2 separate regions of the Mus musculus genome follow, and region 1 is linked to region 2. Evidence: chromatin contacts called from public Hi-C data. All regions are on one chromosome and are shown on one strand. The core of a region is the stretch at or near the end of the contact, and the rest is flanking DNA. Distances in the headings are between cores, read along the strand shown.

What was found. A called contact is a pair of places that touch in the nucleus more often than the background predicts.
Region 1: a contact with region 2 is called in a Hi-C map of adipose-derived mesenchymal stem cells, with 10 times the contacts expected there. The contact joins two enhancer-like sites. A contact is called at or near these places in 2 of 39 promoter capture datasets (the 3T3-L1 cell line and hippocampal neurons), 35 of 484 Hi-C or Micro-C datasets (3T3-L1-derived adipocytes, the AML12 cell line, the C10 cell line and 22 more) and 1 of 115 datasets of contacts at active chromatin or transcription factors (astrocytes).

Annotation. Positions count from the first base shown.
Region 1 is chr12:34,651,953-34,657,137 of GRCm38.p6, reverse strand. All of the region lies in intron 3 of Hdac9 (histone deacetylase 9), which reads left to right. Among named protein-coding and RNA genes, the nearest start is that of Gm46347, 130 kb to the left of the region's middle. Within about 2 kb of position 1,472, at least 3 of the 459 cell types and tissues checked have an H3K27ac peak or open chromatin away from gene starts, as enhancers often do.
Region 2 is chr12:33,605,593-33,610,420 of GRCm38.p6, reverse strand. No RefSeq gene overlaps it. Among named protein-coding and RNA genes, the nearest start is that of Gm23529, 160 kb to the right of the region's middle. Within about 2 kb of position 2,005, at least 10 of the 459 cell types and tissues checked have an H3K27ac peak or open chromatin away from gene starts, as enhancers often do.

The sequences.
Region 1 (5,185 bases), core at 223-2,722, 1.0 Mb before region 2:
TAGGGCAGACTTCTGGAGTCAAGCACAATACAGGCCTCCTCCTCCTCCTCCTCCTCCTCCTCCTCCTCCTCCTCCTCCTCCTCCTCCTCCTCCTCCTCCTCCTCCTCCCCCCCTCCTCCTCCTCCTACCCCTCCTCCTCCTTCCTTTTTCTTCCTTCCTCTTTCTTTCTTTCTTTCTTTTTCTTTTTTTGTGTTATCTTCCAATTCCAGATAGCAGATCACTTTGCATTCTTGTCTTCTGATGTTAGTATATGTGCAAGCTAAATCAAGAATGGCTTCAAATTAAATTTCACATTTGCACTTGGCAAAGCCTGGGTTGTATATTTTCAGATGATAAAAAAAAACCATAAAGAAAAAAATACTTTAAATTTTTGCTATAAAACAGAGTTTAGAAGAATCATTTAAATAGAAACTCCATTTCAAATCAGCACTAATCAATGGACTGTGTATACTCATTTACTTCCAGGTGAAAAGAATCATGCTAAATACAGGCTCTGGTTACTTTCCTTCTAATTTACTGTGTTTGCCACTCCGTTGTGACCTTACTATGCCCTTGTAGTTTATGGACTAAAGGCAACCATTTTGTAATAATGAAAATATGCAGACAAGCTTTACCACCTAGGAAAAAAGTTTGGTTTTAATATTTGGTTTAAATTAATACAAGTTGATGTTTATAAAACTGCTCCATGATGTTTGGAAGAGAAGAGATGTGTTAGCTGCCATTACTGTACAGACCTGGGCCTTTCCATGTTGTTTGTTGGAGGTGAATCAGTGGACCAAGTTATGTTAATTAATTACATTGGTTTTGATTCACAAAGATACACTGTTCCCAAACTGATAATGCTTTAAAGTTTTTTAAAAAGGCAAGAAAGTCAAACCATTAAATCCTTGCTATTTTTTCTTTTTTTGTTTAGTTTGATTTGCTTTATTCTGTTAATCCAGACTCTAATTGGCTGCACCTCCGCCTTGCTGTGATTTCAGAATCTAGTTTTCATCTGTTACCTATAGTCAGACCTCTTGAGAGGCTGCTGCCTACCCGGCAGTGTTCTTAAGGCACCAGAGACAGCCACAGAGCTCAGCACATCCCGGAACCTGATGCAGCTTTCGTATTTTTTCTTTGAGAGAGACTGGAAATTGTTTTGCCTTGGCCCTTATGTTTGGAAACAAACTGGACCTCACATGGCCCCAGGGATTTGAGGAGCACATGATAAAAAAAATTGTAAATTGATAAAAAAAAAAATCTCTGCTCCAGTCTGTGTTCTCAGACAGACATGCTGGTTCTAGACCTTGGAAAAATAACTCTTACATCTTATGGATCACAGACCGCCACAGTGGGCTGTGACCTGAGGGTGGCCCCACCACTCTCACACATGGTACATCTCCTTTAGGAAGAAGTCAGCTCTGGTGCAGTGACACTTCCCAGACTAACCACATGTTTCAGAGCCACTGTCCAACCCCAGCAGAGAATTTGTAAGCTTTGCAGTTAATGCCACAAGAATCTCGGTTCCTGGTAGATCTCTGTTTTCAGTAGGGTGCCTATGTCTAGGTAATATCTCTCAGACTCAAATGATTGTGACCAGTTTAAAGTAGAGATTGGTTCATTAGTAGAGAAAGGGATAGTTTAACATTCAAAAATGTTCAGGTAAAAATGCATGGGTCTGTACCAGGTCTCTTGGATATATGTTATGGCTGTTAGCTGGGTGGTGGTGTAGAAGTCCTGACAGTGGGAGCAGGACTATCTATCTCCCCTTTGCCTGCTCTTGGGTCTCTTTTCCTCCTACTGGATTGTCTCAGTACGAGGGCTTCTGCCTTGTCTTACTGTATCTTGTTTTGTCCTGTCTGGCTGTCATCTCTTAGAGGCTTTCTCTTTTCTGAGGAGGAAACAGAGGGGGAGTGAATCTGGGGAGAGGGGAGATGGTGAGGAGGTTGCAGAAGTGGAGGGAGGGGGAACTTAGGTTGGGATCTTTTATACAAGAGAAGAATCTAGTTTTAATTTTTAAAAGGGATTTTTCCCCCATCATTCCTGATGAAGGTAAATACTAAAATCATGACTCCTTTTAAAGTTTTTGTTGCCTGGCATCTTCTTTTTGTATAAATTACTTTGGTCATGCTCATCCCACACTCTTCTATCCTCCCTCTTACTTTGAAACCCCTTTCCACAACAAGATCCCACCAACACTTCAATTCATTATTTTGGTGTGTGGCTCACTGTGTTTAGTTAGAGTTTCTTACCAAGGGTCGGAGGTTATTTACTGGAGCAAGGGCTGCTTCACCACTGCAGAAAAGAACACCTTCTCCTTGAATAAGGAGATAGCACAGTAGTCTTCTGGGTTCCTACTCCATCAGTGGGTGAAATGTGGGCAAGCCCAGTCTTGTGCATGTCTTCTGCAGATGGCCTGGATTACAGTGAATACATGAATGGCCATATCATGTGCAGGGGATATCCTTTCCTATGGCGTATCTCTCCATCTTTTCACTCTTTTATCCTTTCTATCCCCTTTGGCAATGTTCTCTGTAGTTTGGAGGGGTGGTCTAGAGGTCCAGTTTAGAGCATCTACCATGAATTCTTCCCACTTGTTAACCAGTGAAGCTTTAGTTTGCTGTGGAATGTTGCAGACTTTTCTGAAAGACACTAGCGACAGCTATACCATCAGCCCTGGATCTTCCCAGGGTTAAAATGTGTCAGACCCTAGGAACTGGGTTTGCAAAAACAGCCCCAGAAACTTGGTTCAGTGAGGTAGCTGAATCTCATTTAGTTATATTGATCACTTTGAAAAAGAAAGACACTTTGAAGAAAAACACATCTTCATGGTGATGTTTTGATTTCTTTGTTTCCAAGCTGCTGTATTTAAACATGAAATATAACTCATATCTATAGAGGTACAAAATAGATTTGTGGTTTTCAGAACCTGGGGTTGGAATAGGGATTAGGCAGGAGAGAATTTACTGAAATATTTGAAATGTTTTAAATGTGGATTGTGGTAACAGTTATACAATCTGGTTTAAATATAATATTTAATTAAGTTAACTTAATTAAAACATTTTAACTGGCTAAATTTATAAGCATATATCAATAAACTTTTAAAGTGCACATAAAATAACTAGGAAAGATCTGTAACTCTGTTTCCAGACAGTTATTGCTGGCATCAAGTGCAGAAATCCCTCCTAAAGGTATTTACTTACATTTCAGTATAGCACTAAATGTGTAAGGTAAGTCAAAAAGCATTGAGGACCAGCCTTACCTCGCCTTGCTTCCATTCCCACATTGTGCCATTCTTCCATGGAGCCTCTAGAGAGCAGCATGTCTATTTTACCAGGAAGGAGCATTATTGCATCTGAACCCGATGCCCTAACTTGCAGACATCTGAGCACCCCATTTCCTCATGAGCACCTCCCCCTGTTAATTGAATTTCACCCAGAGGCCCTGTTCTGTTTGGAGAGGAGCTTCACTGAGAGGCACCCAGGGCGTGGTCCTCACCTTCCTCTCCTAGCTGCTCTCATTTGCTCTCATCTTCAAGCTCTGTAAATACTGTTTGGCCTCTCTGCATGCACAAGTGGGAGTATTTTTGCTGGGATATCCACAACTTTATTTTCCTTTTTGGTACTTATGTCAAGACAGTGGCCAGTTAAAGCATTGACTATGTCTGTACATAGGAGAGATGTGAATGTGGAGAAACTGAAATAAGCATCCCTGAAATCATAAAAGTTTATAAAATTACTTTGTGAGGACTATACTTTGCCCAGAACAGGAAAGGGGCCAGAGTTCTTTACAACGTGTGAATCTTCAGACATGAAGGCCTAGAAGAACTGTGAGAATATTCTTTTTCTTTCTTTCTTTCTTTTTTCTTTCTTTCTTTCTTTCTTTCTTTCTTTCTTTCTTTCTTTCTTTCTTTCTTTCTTTCTTTCTTTCTTTCTTTCTTTCTTTCTTTTTTTCTTCCCTTCCCTTCCCTTCCCTTCCCTTCCCTTCCCTTCCCTTCCCTTCCCTTCCCTTCCCTTCCCTTCCCTTCCCTTCCCTTCCCTTCCCTTCCCTTCCCTTCCCTTCCCTTCCCTTCCTTTTTCTTCCATTTTTCTTTCTTCCTTTCTTTCTTTTTCTTTCTTTCTTTTTAATATGAAAACACTTACTTGGCTTACCTTTCAGCCTATAGTCGACCATTAGGAGAATTCCTCATAAGGAACCAATTCTGCTAATACATAATATTGGACTTTAGAGTCACGTTTACTTATGTATGATACATTTTTTAAAAATTAAAAAAATATTTTAACAAATCAGGTTGCCATTACCCTAGAGAAGAGCTGAGTCCAGTTTTTTAAAATGTATAAAACAACACAAATCTTACATGCCTTGTAGTTTCAGTCTTGGGAACTACCAAGACTGAAACACCAGGGCACTAAGTGTCTGGTTTGGGCTTTATGGACCATAAGCTATGCCTCTGCTCTCACAGCTATTAATGGAAGGAGATATCTGCTTCATCAGGCTCTCTGAGAAGGATGCTAATTACACTTGTGAGAGCATTTACAGCCACAGCATCTCTCAAAGTTCACCCTCTCCTAAAGCCATCACTTTGAGGTTAGATCTCAACATATACATTTTTGACTTCTGTACATATATTATTATCCAATTACCAAAAAAGAGAAATCATCAGACAGAGGGGAAAATCACATATTTATCACTATGAAAGATTTGCAACATAAAACGTTTATATAGCAAGCTTTCTTAGTTATGCATCATTTTTCTTTTGGTTTGTCATACGAAAGTACTATAGACCAAATGCCTTAAATAATCTCAAACTAATCTCTTACAATTTGAAAATCTGGGTAGTATTAGATTTGAGAGAGATAGAAAAGCTTACATAGGTTCTAGAGAAATTGGCTGAGCTAAATTATTCTTCAAGGTAACATATTTATTTATTACCAACACCAGGAATACAAAGTAGATTTTTAAAGAATGAGAAAGCGAGGCTTCAGTTCCAGCAGGCAAAGTGGGCTACCCATTCTTACAGTTTCTGTGGGAAGGTTCAGATCACACCACACCAGGCATCATTCTTCATGGAGAAGTCTATACACTGCGTGACTGCAGTCAGATTACCTTGTGCCCAGGCAACAGAACTAAAAGATAGAGCTCAGTTGTTTGTTACTGCACTGTCACAGGGGTGTTGTGTTAGCTGTTTGTAGCAATACCTAGAGGT
Region 2 (4,828 bases), core at 756-3,255:
TAATAGCCTACAGGGTTCCTGGGAGGATTGCATGAGCTAATTTCTATAATGTTCCTAGCACTGTTTATTATACACATTTAAATCCGTACGTTAAATATTGCACACATGTCTCACAAATGTTTCTCTGCCATTTTCTCCTCTTCTGAACTCACAATATATCCAAATAGGAAGTGATGAGACACTAGGCATCTCCCTCCCCCACCCTAATACATAGTACACCAGAGTGAATACTGATTCAAGAGAAATTACAGTTCCTTTTGGGATTCTGAGTCTCATTACTAAAAAAATTTAGGAGTGAACTCAAACAGAAACTCAAAGACAATTTTATTAGAGCTTGAAGAGAAACAAAACCCGAGACAAGCAAGCAATGAACTTCAGCCATGGTTCAGCAAAGACTTGGGGATGAGGCAGGGATTTCCATGCCTGGTAAGTTGTCATGGGAGTTGGACACATAGTGGACAAGCAGCCACATGGCAGGGATACAGGCTAAAAGCAAGAATAATGAAGACCAACGTGCTTGAGGGAAAAATCCAAAGTGTTAAGGAAAGCATGCTATAATAGATGTAAAACATAATGAGAAATTACATAGCCCTGTGGCCCTGCAAACTACTGTACCAAGGGAAGGGTTCTTAGAGGGAAACTACAATATCTCTGTTCATGTAACTGTAAGAGGCCTGAGGAAGCTGCTCGTCTCACCTCTCTGGGAACTCTGGCAAGGTTTTCCAGGGCAGTTAGGAAGGGCAGGAGGCCCTGAAGGTCACCTGCCCAAGTGTATTCCTTTCTGTTGTCTCTGGTGCTGTAGCTTTGCTGTGGTCACATCTTTTAAAGGCTCATCTAAGGGCTTCACAGTGGAGGCTTCAAATCTTCAGTATAAAATACATTTATAAAACGATGTGGTTGTGTGTGTCTGACTTGCGTGTTGGGTTCTCCCCAAGACCACAAGGAACGCCTACCTTCATGGATTCCAGTCATCCAACAGTCACATCGTGGAAGCCAGTGGGCTTGCTTCTTTGGGTTGAGATGCTCAGAATAATGTAGAAGTGGTAGGTTCCCCTAACCCCTGCCCTGAGGTTGATTTTTTTTTTCTTTAAATCTGTTTTCTTTTTGCTATAAATAAAATGTACCTTTACTACATGTGAGTGTTCTGGCTGGTGTTGGCAATATGCAGCATGAAAAAATAATAAAAATATTGCCAATTTAACATCAAGCAGAAGTAAATTTTAAAATAACTGAGCGTTCTGAGAAAGCTGCTTTTTGTTTTTCTAACCCGGACACTGAAGTCTGCAAGGAGTGAACCACACCCTCGGAGGCTGCCTCAGGTTTACAGACGACCCAGTGTGTGGTCAAGACCTGTAGACTCACAGTTGAAAGTTCATAGCAGGGATGGGATTCACAAACCAGTGGCTCTTTGGGATTAAATTGAAGCCCTCCTCTGGCCAGTGTTCCAAGCTGTCATTCTCTGGAACGTGCACTGGGGTAGGGACTTGTAATCTCCACACATTTTTTCCAGTCTCAAGGACTCTGAGTTTTAAACAAATATTAATGCTTCGATTTCTTTGCTATGGAAAGACTTGAGGGAAGCTTTAGGAGCCTTGCCCGCCAATTTCATGGTGAGAGAGAAGTAACTACCTGACCAGCAGACAAAGAAGGCCAAAGGCACACCAAACCACAGAGTGAAAAGCCCAGTTTGCCAGAACTGTGGCTGAGTTGAAGTGGATTTGGCCCTAAGTATATTAATTCCAGACAGCCGGTGGTCTGAAACAGAAAAGGCAAAAGTAAGCAAACCAATTGGTACAGGAATAAGCTTTTTTCCTTCCCCATCGCATTTCATACGCATCTCCCTCACATGTGCCTCTCTTTTTCCCACACAGCAGTCAGGAAAAAAAAAAAAAGAAAGAAAGAAAGAAAGAGCGTTGCAGGTGGAGTCACCAAGGTCCTGCTGCTCTGGCCAAAGACATCATGTGTCTGGCAGAGCTCTGCAAAGTTTCATGGGTCCTCTGGTCACATGAGAGCCCTGTGTTCTTCTAAGCGATCTGATCCCCTTCCAGTTTCCATTTTACTAAGCAAACCTGTGTGCTCCCCATAGCAAGGCAGTAAACTCCCAGAGACTGCCCGGCAAGTTTTAAAGAGTCAAGCAGAGGTGCTGGCCACATCCACACTTGGCTCTTTTCTTTTGGAAATGTTAAATTTAACTTGGTTTGATTTTTATCTGTTCCACTTGGGCAAGGGAATAAAAGCAAAATAATAACCAACCCTTTAAGTCAAGAATTCCACATTCATGTACACTTGTGTTATCTCCCTATTTTAGAGGAAAAGGGGGGAGATAGAAACACTGATTTTTTTTTAAAGTTTTGTGAAGCATATAGATTTTTCTTTTTAAAGAATTGCATGGAATGCTGGAGCGCTCCCTCTAGCTGTCTTACTTGGTAATGAACATCATGATAATCAAAACAAAACCCCCGTTTCTCCAATATAGGCTAATGTTTATATAACCTTGAAAAAATGCTTTGAATATTAGCAATAAGATTTATGTAGTGTTACTGAATGTCTATTGTTTGGATAAGGGGTTTTTTAAATTTTTAGACCAATGTAGAGGAAGACATGATGAGGGAGATAATGGTGGTGTGTGTGGATAATTCCCGGTGATAGTGGGAATTATCATTTAAAGCACTAAACTAAGAGTTTATCTAATGATTTGGGATGAAACTCTATCATCTTTAACAATACTGGGAAAACTAAGACCCAAAGATTGCATTTCACACTTAATTCATATTAATTGTTGTGTGTTCATCCAAAAAGGGAAAGTTAAAAAATAATGGGCCAGCTTGAGGTCTGTAGTTTTAGCCCTTGGACACACATAGTAGAAGGAGAGAACATATGTGTGAAAGTTGTTCTACAGCTTACATACACACAAAGCAAAATGTGTGTTCCCCACACTTCTCTGAAACTGACATGCACTGCTAATTTACCCAGGAATATACTTTTTTTTCTTATATTCCATTATGTTTTTATATGTAAAATCTTACACAGTTTTGTTTTTATTTCTTTTTTTCTCCCTGTTGACTGTACTGAAATAACCGGGCAAACACAATTTAAATGGGAAAGGGTTTGGCTTACAACTTCAGGTTATAACCCATCCAGGCAGGCACATCACAATAGAAAGAAGTTTGAGGGAACAGCAAGGAATTTACGCCTCAATACTAGGACTCAGGCCACTTTCTCCATTCTTAAATGATCCAGGATCCCTCTGCAGCGAATCATGACCCTAACAGTGGCTAGAGTCTTCCTTCTAATGGAAATGATCCCCCACAAATCTCACATGCCATTCCATCTCCACAGTCTCTCATTGAGCCTCTGCTCAGGCGATCTTAGACTGTAGCAAAATGACAATCTTTACCACCCATCCACTCATATTAAAAGAAAATGGAAACATTGATATAAATAAGTCTAAATTATTTCAAAATGTATCAAATGTGATAGTCTGATAGTGTTTTTTTTAATCCCCTGTGAAGTGGGACCCTCACAAGGATGTGATGGACAAGTCTTTGCTACTTCTAATGGGTGGTCTTCTAAGACCAGGACTAAGGAATACTAAACCAGGACAGAAATGCTATAAGGAATAAATTAAACTTAGGTTACATGTGCCATTGATAATGACAAACAAAAGTTGTGTTAGTGGTTGTTGCAGATGGAGTGTAAAATGTCTCTTTTCTTATGTTTTTATTACTTAAAATATTTTTACATTTAAACTTATCTTGATCATATTGGTCCCCCTCTAAGTTGTTCCAGATCCTCTCATCTTCCCCTACCAACCCAAATTTTAAGTTTTCTCAGTAAACAAACAACAAAAATATAACAGCAAGTCCCCAAAAAGAAAAAAATACAAAATATGACCACCTCCACCAAAAATATCACAAAACTATAACCAAACACAAACACACAGTAAGGTATGGAGGTTTTAATATGATGGTCAGCGATGTCTGGGCACGAGGCCTGTCTCGGAGCTGTTGATTTACCCAATCTCAAACTATTAGAGAAACTGAATGTCTCTCTCTCATCAGGTATAAGTAACAGTCACTTGTTAACCTTTCCCCTAGTGGCTAGGGTTTCATTCATTTCTTCATTCATTCATTCATTCATTTGAAATGTAACAAAAATGTAATGGGATAAAATAAAAACCACAGTATCGAAGTTGGTCGAGCCAAACCAACCTGAGAGAAAGAGCTCAAGAGACAACTGGAGAATCAGAGACCTTCTTGCTTGCTTACTTGGGGGTACCATGAAAGCACAAAACTGGAAGTCATGGCATAAGCAACAAGGACCTAGTACAGATTTTCCAGGTCCCTGTGCGTGCTGCTCCAGTCTCTGTGAGTTCATCTGAGCTTTGTCCATGTTGACTTAGAAGGTCTTGTTCTCTTGGTGTCTTCCATCTCTTCTGGCTCTTACACTTTTTCTACTCTACCTCCTCTTCCTCCTCAGGGTTCCTTGAGCTCCGAAGGAGAAATTTTTATGGCGACATCCTATTTAGTCCTGAGTGTTCCAAGGACTCTCACTCTCTGTGTCATGTCTGTCTGTGGGTTTCAGCATCTTTTCCCATCTGCTGAAGAAGGAAGCCTCTCTTTAATAACAGAACGAGGCATCAATTCATGAGTATAGCAGGATATAAGTAGGAGTCATTTATCACTTTCTTTCTTTTTTTTTTTTTTTTTTTTAGACCAGAATGATTTGGTTTTGTTTGGCTCAGCTATTAAAGGCGAGGCTCACAACCAAAACTGAAATCTGAAATGTCCCTCAAAAGGTCATGCTTTAGCGCTTGGTGTCCAGGTGG